3 separate regions of the Mus musculus genome follow, and regions 1 and 3 are each linked to region 2. A link is a contact called in public Hi-C data. All regions are on one chromosome and are shown on one strand. Each heading gives the region's core, a stretch centred on a gene start, on an enhancer-like site or on the middle of the called end of the contact. The rest is flanking DNA. Distances are from core to core; before and after follow the strand shown. Region 1 holds the start of Rfxap (regulatory factor X-associated protein). Region 2 overlaps Gm40050 (a long non-coding RNA gene). Region 3 has its middle 39 kb from the start of Postn.

What was found. A called contact is a pair of places that touch in the nucleus more often than the background predicts.
Region 1: a contact with region 2 is called in a Hi-C map of centrocytes, with 2.3 times the contacts expected there. The contact joins the promoter of Rfxap here to the enhancer-like site in region 2. A contact is called at or near these places in 1 of 39 promoter capture datasets (pre-B cells), 3 of 484 Hi-C or Micro-C datasets (CD4 T cells, centrocytes and double positive thymocytes) and 1 of 115 datasets of contacts at active chromatin or transcription factors (memory CD8 T cells).
Region 3: a Hi-C map of CD4 T cells shows a contact between it and region 2, with 4 times the contacts expected there. The contact joins two enhancer-like sites. A contact is called at or near these places in 1 of 15 datasets of contacts at CTCF or cohesin (the NIH/3T3 cell line), 2 of 484 Hi-C or Micro-C datasets (CD4 T cells and uterus) and 2 of 9 other capture datasets (adipose tissue and pancreatic islet).

Annotation. Positions count from the first base shown.
Region 1 is chr3:54,805,150-54,809,076 of GRCm38.p6, reverse strand. Rfxap (regulatory factor X-associated protein) reads left to right here and starts at 1,286. Exons shown (of 3, transcript NM_133231.2): 1 at 1,286-1,878; 2 at 3,610-3,717. The coding sequence starts at 1,402.
Region 2 is chr3:54,588,149-54,591,906 of GRCm38.p6, reverse strand. Gm40050 (a long non-coding RNA gene) reads left to right here. Exons shown (of 3, transcript XR_867293.1): 3 at 1,176-1,356. Among named protein-coding and RNA genes, the nearest start is that of Gm40050, 11 kb to the left of the region's middle. Within about 2 kb of position 1,731, at least 85 of the 459 cell types and tissues checked have an H3K27ac peak or open chromatin away from gene starts, as enhancers often do. A contact at or near this core is called in centrocytes, double positive thymocytes, memory CD8 T cells and 1 more, where this site is marked.
Region 3 is chr3:54,397,876-54,401,737 of GRCm38.p6, reverse strand. No RefSeq gene overlaps it. Among named protein-coding and RNA genes, the nearest start is that of Postn, 39 kb to the right of the region's middle. Within about 2 kb of position 1,622, at least 20 of the 459 cell types and tissues checked have an H3K27ac peak or open chromatin away from gene starts, as enhancers often do.

The DNA.
Region 1 (3,927 bases), core at 37-2,536, 220 kb before region 2:
GATCTGACTCCCTCTTCTGGAGTGTCTGAGGACAGCTACAGTGTACTTGCATATAATAAATAAATAAACAAACAAATAAAGAATTCAAACAAAGGCTGGGCGTGGTGGCGCACGCCTTTAATCCCAGCACTGGGAAGGCAGAGGCAGGTGGATTTCTGAGTGGATTTCTGAGTTCGAGGCCAGCCTGGTCTACAGAGTGAGTTCCAGCACAGCCAGGGCTATACAGAGAAACCCTGTCTGTCTCAAAAAAACAAAAACAAACAAAAAAGAAAGAAAAGAATTCAAACAAACGTAATAAAAATAAGTAATAACAATAATAATAACCTAATAATCCTATTGAAATGGGCGATGTAGTTGGTTCACAAAGGAAAGCATGCAAAGACCAACAGGTGTATGTAATATACATCCCTAATCCTGAAGAACAGTGTTATCTATCTCATCCCAGATGAAACGGTTATTATCAGAGATAAGATATCTATCGAGCACTGGCGGGGGTTGGGGGAATACGGGAAAAGGGACCTCTCCTACACTGCTAGTGTGAACGCCAACCCGAGCACCCACTATGGAAGACAGAGAGCAGCTTGTGGGGAAAATAAAAACAGAACTGTCACATGAGTCAACAATCTCATTACTGGGAATGTCAGAAAAGGCAGGAGCGTCCGCACTGGGTAGAAACCCTAAGGCGAACCAGAGCTTGTGAGCAAGCTTTCCTCCATGTCCCCATGGGACTTGACTGGGATGCATTAGCCAAATAAACCGTTTCCTCCTCGAGTTGTTTCAAACTCCTCTTCAGGCCTCTCGGGAACCTAATCTATCCAGAGACGTTCCAGGAGAGACGCGTTTTGAACCCGTCAGGGAGGATGGGTCCAGGCAGAAAGTGTCTCCTGGCCGTCCTCCAGTCTCCATTCTCCAGTCTTTCCAACTGGTGAGCGCCAGGCGAGCGGAGGACAGCTGCGCATGCGCAATCGGGACTTCTGTCAGCCGCTCCGCCCCGCCTGGAAGGAGACAGGGTTTCTCTGTGTAGCCCTGGCTGTCCTGGAACTCACTTTGTAGACCAGGCTGGCCTCGAACTCAGAAATTTGCCTGCCTCTGCCTCCCGAGTGCTGGGATTAAAGGCATGCGCCACCACGACCGGCTGTCAGCCGGGTTCTTGGTCAGCCTGCACCTAGGAATCGCTTGCGGATGGCCGCCGCGCAGGCGCAGTCGGTTCTGTCTCGCACCTGCTCAACCCCGCCCCTCTCGCCGTTCCCAAGCAGAGGCTCGCGGACCGCTACGGCGCACGCGCAGTGCAGTGCTGGCGGTTCGGCTCCGGGACGTGCGGCGGGCTGCCGCTTGTCGAGTACGGTTGTGTTTCTCAAGAGCTGACGGGCCGCGGTGGCGGACCCGGGCTCGGGCGGCAGCACGGAGGCGCAGGCTGTGCCCGAGGGCTCGGGGCCGAGCACCGCCAGTCCCCGGACGGCCCCTCCGGTGACGGTGCTGGTGATGCGGCAGGACGAGGCCGAGGCGGACGGCGCTCTGAGGCCGGGCCTGGCGGGGAGTGAGGCGGCGGCAGACGCCGAGGACGAGGCGGGGGACGACGACGCCGACCTGCTGGACACATCGGACCCGGCGGGCGGCGGCGAGAGTGCGGCCAGCCCGGAGGAGCTGGAGGACGAGGACGCGGAGGGTGGCGGCGCAGCGCGCAGGCGAGGCTCCAAGACCTGCACGTACGAGGGCTGCCGCGAGACCACCAGCCAGGTGGCCAAGCAGCGCAAGCCCTGGATGTGCAAGAAGCACCGCAACAAGATGTACAAGGACAAGTACAAGAAGAAGAAGAGCGACCAGGCACTGGGCTCTGGCGGCCCGTCCGCGGCCAGCACAGGCAACGTCAAACTGGAGGTATGCTTGCTCCTCGGGGCCCCGGGGCCAGGGCAGATGGGTGCCAACCTACTTGGTACACACTCAGGGTCTCCCCAAGGGCTCATCCTCTGCTCCAGCTGACATGGGCACTTTGGAGGTGATCTACACCTCTCCTTAGTAAACCCTTCCCAGTGTCTACCCCGAGGCATCCGGCACATTGACACACCCTGTTGGTTTTCTGTAACTTTGGTGACTTTGTTTTTTTTTCTTAGACTCCCTGGCCCCTGAGAAAAGTTGGATTGACAGTGGGGTAGTAACTTACAGCACACATGGGCGTTGCTCGGTTGCTTGATTCAAGTCAAGCTTGGAAGAGAGACGCCAGTGCCCTGCAATTGGGCTTCTGCTGCTAGCTGTCTGTATTTAGGTCCATTATTCATCTCCCTTAAGTCTCGGCTCCCTCGTCTTTTGCCCTTAAGATAATGCCCAATTAGTGTTTCTTCGGATTTATTTTGGTTAGGTGAAAATTATAAGTGGTGTGCATTTCAGCTCAGACCCAGCAAAGTCCACCTAAGTATTAGAGCTGTTTAAAAAACAAAACAAAACCCGTAAAAAGTAGAAAGACTCCTTACCACAGAAGTTCCTTTTGAAGGGGAACTTCTAACATTTGTGGAAGTTTGGCCTAGATGACTCAAAATTATTGCTACTATAAACGTCTGATTTTTGTGGTATTAGCATTATCCTACCTACACAGTGCAAGGCCTGGAGTTGTGAAGACATAAGGTTCTCTACAGTCAAGTCAGCTATAGCATTCCATGTACTGTGTATGTAAAGGAAGCGGTCCTATAAATAGGGTAACTGGGGAGAGTTAGAAGAAGAAAAAAATCTTCGCTTTTGTGATACTAGAATCCTCTTTTAGAGTTTTTAATATTTTGAGACCTAAAACATGTATGTATGGAAACCTTCTTATAACAAAAGTTTGCTAAGCATCTCACGATAAAGGTGCGACGCGGATGTTTTAATAGACAACTCGGAAGCCAGTAGATAAAAGGCCAAAGCTTTCCCAGAGGCAGAGTGTTTCACTTAACTTCAGCAGCATTCTTTTATGTGAGGAGAAGTTCAGTGTTTAGATTCATTCATATATGGGATTAAGCATTACTAATTTGAAATGGGATTCAGTGTCTCGGGGACAGGTTGCTGTTGCAGAATTTGCCTGTTGGCTCTGTAGTGGTGGCCTCTTAGCTGTGATTTCTAGCCCCTTCCACCCAGTTTACTCTGAAAGCTGTTTGCTTCTGTAACCAGTATTTTACTGCCTCTCTCTTCTTGTGGGTGTGAATCAGGTATGAATCCAGTATCTCATTAGCAGTAGATTGCCTCTGAGTTAATTTATTTTGTCCAAAAGCAGGCAGACTGTTTGGACTAAAGATTGCTCCGTGTGAGATTTCGGTGTCACTTGTCATTCTCTTGCAACAGTGAAAACAGGCCACAGGTATTTAAACTTCCCCTCTGCCCAAATAGCTTCAGTTTGAGACCTTGCAAGAGACTGCAGATCCTAGATTGGGAAGCCTGCAGGGAGGAGGGTGCCTGCAGGGAGGAGGGCATTTACTTAGAAATGACTGCCAGTACCTGTGACTTATCTACAGGCCTTCCTAAAGTTCCACAGAACCTGAACCTAAAAAAGGAGAAAGATCAAAGAGAGAGATGTTCATTATCACTGAAATACCTGCTGTTGTGGATTACAACACCGTATTAAATGTTTATCTTTGATCCCAGGAAAGCACAGACAACATACTCTCCATTGTCAAACAGAGAACAGGATCCTTTGGTGATCGCCCTGCAAGACCTACTCTTCTAGAGCAAGTGTTAAATCAGAAAAGACTGGTAAGTGCTTGTTGAGTGGTTGTAGATCTGTTAGTGAAAACCGCTTGTTTTCAGTGGAACTGTTTTTCCAGAACTGCATTGTGTCACTGGACACAATGAACCTCACACCCTACCCCTCCTACCCCTTCCTGGACTGCAGTGGAAGGAACACCTTTAGCCCTGTTTTCTTCACTGACTGACCTTTGACTGAGCAAGATGAGATTTTTAAAA
Region 2 (3,758 bases), core at 482-2,981:
TTTTCCAGACAGGGTTTCTCTTTGTAGCCCTGGCTGTCCTAGAACTCAGTCTGTAGACCAGGCTGGCCTGGAACTCAGAAAGCTGCCTGCCTCCGCCTTCCAAGTGCTGGGAATAAAGGCTTGTGCCACCAGTGTCTTGGTCAATTGTGGTTGTTGTAAGTGCTGGTAATTTTTATATACTATATCAGTTACAATAATGTTAATAGTGAATATGGATAATAAAATCAACACCTTGCTTAGATTTTATTATGCCTGGACGTGGATTACTAAATATAGACTTAAAATCTGTAATCTTATATAAATACTACACAAATTTTTCATATGAATTTTACTTATTAGTAAATTTTTACTTCAGCATAATATGACTGTAAATTTTAAACTAGATTCCAATAATTTATTTGCTTATTTCTATGTAGACTATTTGAATATCATGTAAATGTTGTAGCTAGTAACTAGCTTCTGTATCTTTAAGCCAGGTATATATTTTTAAAGAGATTTTCTTACTTTTATTATATATTTGCCATATGTGTGCAGTTCCCACAGAGACCAGAAGAGGGCGACATACTCCTCAGAACTGGACTTACAGATGGTTGTGAGACACCATGTGGGTACTGGAAACTGAACCGTGTGACCTCTGGAAGAACAGCCAGTGCTCTTACCTAGTGGACTATCTCTCCAGCCTCTAGATATTTCTTTTCTAAATATTTATTTAGTGATGTTCATTTCCCTTTAAACTTCGCTGTTACTGATTCCCACACATTTGGATGAGTTGTGTTTTTATTTAGTGCAAAATGCTTATTTTAAATTTCTTTTCTCCTTGCTGTTATGTGTTACAGAATTTAATCTGCACACATGAGGGGTACTCAGGTCCCTTTCTGTCATTGATGGTTAGTCCAGCTTCACCTTAGTCTGAGAGAGACAGTGAGTGTGTTCCAAAGTCTTTTATTCTCGAAGATCTTCTTGTGGCTCAGAACACTTTGTCAAGTGTTCAATTTGAACTCCTGAGCTATGTGCAGTATGCTGTTCGATGAATTCGACTCTAGTTATCGACTGATCCAGTTGATTGATGGTGCAGCTGAACTCATTTTTAACTAATGTCTTTGTGTGTGTGTGTAAGCCTTTTAGTGTGTCCTATATTTTTTTCTTGAAAGCGGGATATCCTGCATTGTCCGTAGGTGTGGAGAAATGCAGTGGCAAGGAGTGGTCGGGAAGCCGGAGCTCTCAGGCTGGGAGAAACCGAGGTTCCTGCAGCATCGCTCTCCCTGCCGGCCCCTCGGCTAGGATAAGTCGGCCATCACTGGAAAGAGAGGCCCATTGGACTTGCAAACTTTATATGCCCCAGGACAGGGGAAGGCCAGGGCCAAAAAGTGGGAGTGGGTGGGTAGGGGAGTTGGGTGGGGGGAGTGTATTGGGGACTTTTTGGATAGCATTGGAAATGTAAATGAGGAAAATACCTAATAAAAAAATTAATTCTAAAAACAAAACAAAACAAAACAAAACAAAAACCTTTACAAGTCAGTTTCTCCAGAGCGGACCCGACTGAGAACAGAGCATCTAACAATGATTCCTTTCCCGGAGTTGGAAGCATGGGTGAGTTTTCTCAAATGTCCACTGTAAGGATTAGCTGAAACTCTGAGAAGTAAAGTTGACAGCCGTGTCAGGCCCCACTGTGGCTGGCATTTCCTGAGTTCAGACTCTTCCCGCCGAGCCTGCAGTGAGCCTTGCGTTGGTTACACTTCCGCCTTCCCTGCCAGCCTGCTCTGGGTTCCGGTGGTGGGGCAGTGGCTGGGGACTATGAAGCCACCTGGGTTTTCCAGTTTGTTCAACTTTCAACTTACTGTTAGAGAATAGAAAGTGTCTCGCATGCCCAGGCAGAAAACTGAAGTCTGTTTTCTAAATTTCAAACTTTAGTTTTTTTAGTTTTTCTTTTTAAAACTTTTTTTTTTTTATTAGCTATTTTCTTTATTTATATTTCAAACGTTATCCCATTTCCTGGTTTCTGCTCTGAAAAACCCCTATTCCCTCCCCCTGCTCACCAACTCACCCACTCCCACTTCCTGGCCCTGGCAGTCCCCTATACTGGGCATAGAGCCGTCACAGGACCAAGGGCCTCTCCTCCCATTGATGTCCATCTAGGCCATCCTCTGCTACATATGCAGCTGGAGCCATGAGTCCCACCATGTCTACTCTTTGGTTGGTGGTTTAGTCCCTGGAAACTCTGGGGATACTGGTTGGTTGATATTGTTGTTCCTCCTATGGGGTTACAAACCCCTTCAGCTCCTTGGGTCCTTTCTCTAGCTCCTTCATTGTGGACCCTGTGCTCAGTCCAATAGTAGGCTCCGAGGATCCACCTCTGTATTTGTCAGGCACTGTCAGAGATTCTCAGAAGACAGCTATATAGACCTTTTGTGAAAAACATTTGTTCTCCTGGGTCACAAGTCTCAAGGTCTGTCTGAGATGCAGAGGGAGTTCAGAGCCGTCCTGGTTAACCTGGTGAAGCCTTAATCAAAGAGTAAAAATAATAAATAAGTAAACAAATAATCAGAAAGTAGGAAATAAGTAGGGGATGGGTAGAACACTTATCTAGCACGATTGAGGCCAGGTATTCCATCCCCAGTGCAGGAAAAATAATAGAAGTAGGGGCTGGAGAGATGGCTCAGTGGTTAAGAGGACTGCCTGCTTTTGCAGAAGACCTGGTGCCCACAACCTCCTGTGCTCCAGGTTAGGGGATTCAACTCCATATTCTGGCTTCCATAGGTACCTGCCTTCACATGGCATTCACACACACACACACACACTCACACACTCACACACACTCACACACTCACACACATGCACTCAGACACACACACACGCACACACACACACTCACACAATCACACACACACACACACACACACACACACAGAGGAAAATAAGATTTAAGTTGAAGAAAAGAAAGGTTTACTTCTCACTGATCTTTTTGGATTTGGTTTTGTTGTGTATCGAAACAAAGTCACACTCCCCATGTATCCCAGAAAGGCCTTCAACTCACAGCCCTCCTGCCTCAGACTCCCTCAGCTGCAGCCATAGGTGGGGGCTGCTGTGCCTAGCTTGTTACGGTTCTGAAGGCTCCAGAGTCCAAGAGCAAGTCATCACCAAACTAGACTGTGGTGGGGGCTCACTCTGCTTTATAATAGTGCTTTGTCGATGCACCCTTACATGGTGGAATGGAGAAGCAATCTCTTCAATCAATAAGGGTACCAGTTCCACCCAGGAGAGCAAAGTTCTGGGGGCACTTAAACCACAGGCTTGCAAATACCACACAGCACCATTTATCATTGCTGTTCCTATCTCACACCGGTTCCCTCAGGCATCTGAACATACCTGATGCTCTAGGAAGGAAACCGGCATTGTCATCATGTCATGGCTGTTCATACCACCTGACACACCGCCAAAGACTTCATGCTTCAGTGGTCTGAGGTAGAAAACACACAGAGAAGCAGCCTGGGATTTGAACGTAGCAGCCCTGAGAGCAGCTGACTGCCAGCTGTGTCACATCGGGGAAGCATTTAAACTCATTTGCATGGTGGACTTATTAGTTACAAGTCTGTCACAGGGCTGTCATTTCAAAAAAGATGAAAAACATATTTATACTACAGCAACTCTAGCTTTTTTTTGTTGTTGTTGTTGTTATTTATCATTATTCCTAAGACAAGAGTCTGGTTCTTAAGGATTTTTCTACTACTAACAGAAAACAGACCCAAAGATAGAAGGGG
Region 3 (3,862 bases), core at 373-2,872, 190 kb after region 2:
CAAACGTCCCTATTTCCTGTCTCCATGAAACATGGGCTGTTCTGGTTAAGCTTCTGTATTGCCTTGCTTACATCGTAAGAGTCCTCAACAGGCTCGAAGCTACTGTACAGTATGATCGCTACTTCAGAAGGTCTGACTCTGAATAATCTTACCTCCACACTGTTCTGCAAGAATGATTGGTTCAAAGAACATACACGTGACTCACAAACAACCAGTTATTTTCTTTCCTAGCATCCTGTTTTTGGTTTCCTTCTGATTTGGTTTATAGATTATCAATAGCCATCATCTATACTATGTAACCATCTAAAACATAAATAGCAACCTTCCATTGAAACCCCAATACAGCAATACAACCAATACAGCAGAAAAGAGCTTTTCATTTAGTCCTGAGCCACACCCCCAAATTTCTAGTTTGTGGTTGATTCCTGAAATGTACAAGTTACTTGATATATATGCTAGTATGTAAACAAAAAATTTAAATTACTCTCTTCCTTGGTTTAATAAGGTTTAGTTTCGTATTATTTGCAGGCTAATGGAGTCTGGCTAGTAAACACATGAATAGAAAAACAGGAAAATGTGGCTAAAAATAATGAGTTACAGTCAATCATATGATGTGAGCATGTAACATTCTAAATGAGTGTTTTCCCTACCCTGTTCCAAGTTACTCATTGAGTTGGGAGAAATGGCATCCCGAGTTACGCTGTAGCATTCTACGCTCTGTGTCTGTACTCTGCATGGACCTGGCAAACATTTATTCCTCTGATTAAGAAGGAATGACAGTTGCCATATTTGAATAATAAAACTCAGCAGGTTTATGAGTTATCAGTGGCCTGTAAGTGGAGCTGGTTTAGTGAAGTCAACTACACAACAGGGCAATCAATCCCTTTGCCAAGCACACTTGTTCATTAGGAGCATACCACAGAGAGCCAAATACTCCACTGGAATGACAAAGTGGAGGAGAAACCTGCAGTGATTTCCACTCAACATTCTTGTGGGAGAGAAGGTCACGTGGAATTCTCAGAACCACATTTAACCTGAGGGATGTCATTATGGCAGGAAGCAGTCTGTATTATTCACCTTTATCATCTTTTTTGTTTGTTTTGTTTTGTTTTTACCAAATAGCGGGCAAATGCAACTGTGTTCATGGAGCAAGGATTCAGGCTGGCTAGTTCTTTCAGAGGGCTGTCATTGGTTCTGGTGGGAAGGTGGGACAAAGTAGCTCCATCCATAATGCTGGCACATGTGGCTATGGCCATTATATCCTGGTAGACTTAGGCAGACATAGCCTCAAAAGGTCCTAACTTACATAATCTACCACCAACTGGGTCCCCTCCTAAAGGTTTCACAGCCTTTAAAATAGCAGCAAACCTGGGGAAAGGATTTTAAAACTTGAGTCTATAGAAGACATTTGCCATTCAGACCACGGCTTGGCTAGTTGTAGCCAGGACCTAATGATGTTTGGCCAACAAGGAGAAACTCTGAAGGAGAACTTAAGCAAAACTTGTTAACTCTCAGGCAGTCTCCTGTGACTAATAATCACGGACAGATGTGTACAGATGAACAGCAGCATGGGAGGTTTCTCAAGCCATCTTTTTCTCACACTGTGTTTACAGCCTTATTTTTCAGAAGTGACTACTGAAGATGGCAGGAAACTTTACTGCTGAACAACGGGAAGTGGCTATTTTGATTCAGGGGGTGGGGGTGGGGAAATAGTTCAAAGTGTTTAACAAGCTTTTTTGAGAAACAAATGAACTTATTTTAACCAGCTTTTGTTAAATACAATGTAGCTGAAATATATTTTGTCTGGCTACAGTGTGTTGTAAGGGCTGCCTCTTACACTTCGGAGATGGAAACTGTAAATGCGAACTGAAAGATGGCATTGGGAAGATCCCAGTAGGAAAGAAACATGGTAACTTTAGGAAGATCAAGAGTAGGATAGAAACGTGGTAACTGTCACCTTCGGGCACATCCAGGAGATTGGGAGTGATTTAGGATTGGTGTCGAACGGATCTCTGGAGACTTAAAGTGAGGTTAGTTTAAAAATCACAAATATCCAAAGCACTGTAATTAATGAGAGCAAAGGACAGCTTCAGGGAGAACTAAGGAAGTCGACCAAGCAGGCTGTAGGTGTTGGGAAGACAGATCTAAGTCTTCTTCAGAGGCCCCACAGAGAGAACAAAGGAGCCACTTAGTTCTGTGACCTTGCTTAGGAGCTGACTTAGCAAGGTCAGTCTGGGGCTGGGGCCAGGACTTCAGAGGAATTAAGTTCCTGGGAACTTAGCCTTTTCTTGTGAAAAGGCTGAGGTTATCAGTCCCAAGGCTGCTGTGTGCTCGGTCAGTAATGCTCTTGAGAAGCCCTATGTCCCTTAGTGCAAGATTGCTTAACTGGCTTACTGTGAACTCTGTTCTATGTCTCCCCTGGAAGCAGTACATATGATGCTGTACTTCTTAAAAAGCTTGCTGGGCATAAGTCAGCTTTTGCAGGACCTCCTGATCTCAAACTTATCTACTTCCTTACCTTCTGACCTGATCTTCTCTCTCCAAAACATGTCCCTTCAAGAAGGCCTGCTTGTCCAAGTCACGGAGTGTAAAAAGCCTTTGATGGTAATGGTATCCATATGTTCATCGCCATGCCAGACTTGTCAGCCATGTTTCTCCTAGAAGGAGGCAACATTAGGTAAAATCACATTCATAGTGAATATGTAGGTAAACCAGCATTCATCTACCTGAATAAGACAAATTAAAAAATATTTTTTCTTTCATATTGTTGATTATTTCTTTGTATGTCTACATGTGTCATATGGACCATAAAGACCCATGAAAATAGATGCAGAGGGTGTCAAAAAAATTCACCAATCAAGACATGCACTTAAAAAATGTTATTTGTGTAAACAGCTGTACTCGGCATGATGACATTCCTGAAGAGTATAACGGAGGGAAGCTCTTGGTTTTGCTTTTCTTATCTACAGGAGTTGATTAATTTTCACATCTTCAGCAGTTGATATTATTTGCACACAACAGAGATGAGTTTGGATTTTACAGAGCTGCATCCTGCTTCCAGATACCCCAAGACTGCTTCTCATTAGCCAGTCTACGCTGGCTCACATGACACATTTGCATTTGATATACGTCCATGATGCTCCATAGGGCACTGCCGGAGCAAAGTCTCCTGTGCTTCTGAGACAAAGTCACATAAAGGTGGAAATCTTTGTAGTGTGCTCTCATTTTCAAATTAGCACACGAGGAAGTATATAATCGGGTAGAGTGTCTCTCCTGTTCAGATTCTTCCCCTTCGCCACAACCCACTGGATAACTTCGGTTGTCATTATCTGGTCCCAGTTGCTCAAAGCATCACTTTTCAGTGCTAGCATGCCAATAAAGAGCTCAAACTCCAAAGCCGTATCATGGGCATTCATATTCTGATTCTTTCCTTTCCAAATCTGGAAAAACATCTCTTGACAATTTTCTCTTCTCACAAATGCAGATTGAAATTGTGCACGTGCCTTTAAACTCAGCACCAGGGAGGCAGGGGCAGGGGAATTTCTGTGAGTTCCAGGCCAGCCTGGTCTACGGAGCACATTTCTGGACAGTCAGTGCTGCACAGATATACCCTGTCTCAAAGAAAACATACCAAACCAAGCCAAACAGTGTCATATCTGTCCAATAGTTGTCTCTTCAGTGCTGGGACGTCTGTCTGGGTTGCACTGCAGATGTGAGATGGCCCTAGTAAGGACAATGATGTGAGACAGGGAGTCACAAAACTCTAGCTTCAATCAAGCAACAGCCAAGCGTTCAAGAGATGTGCCAGGAGACTGCAAATCCTGGGTGACAAAATAGGAAGACCACAGTATGCGAATAGCCA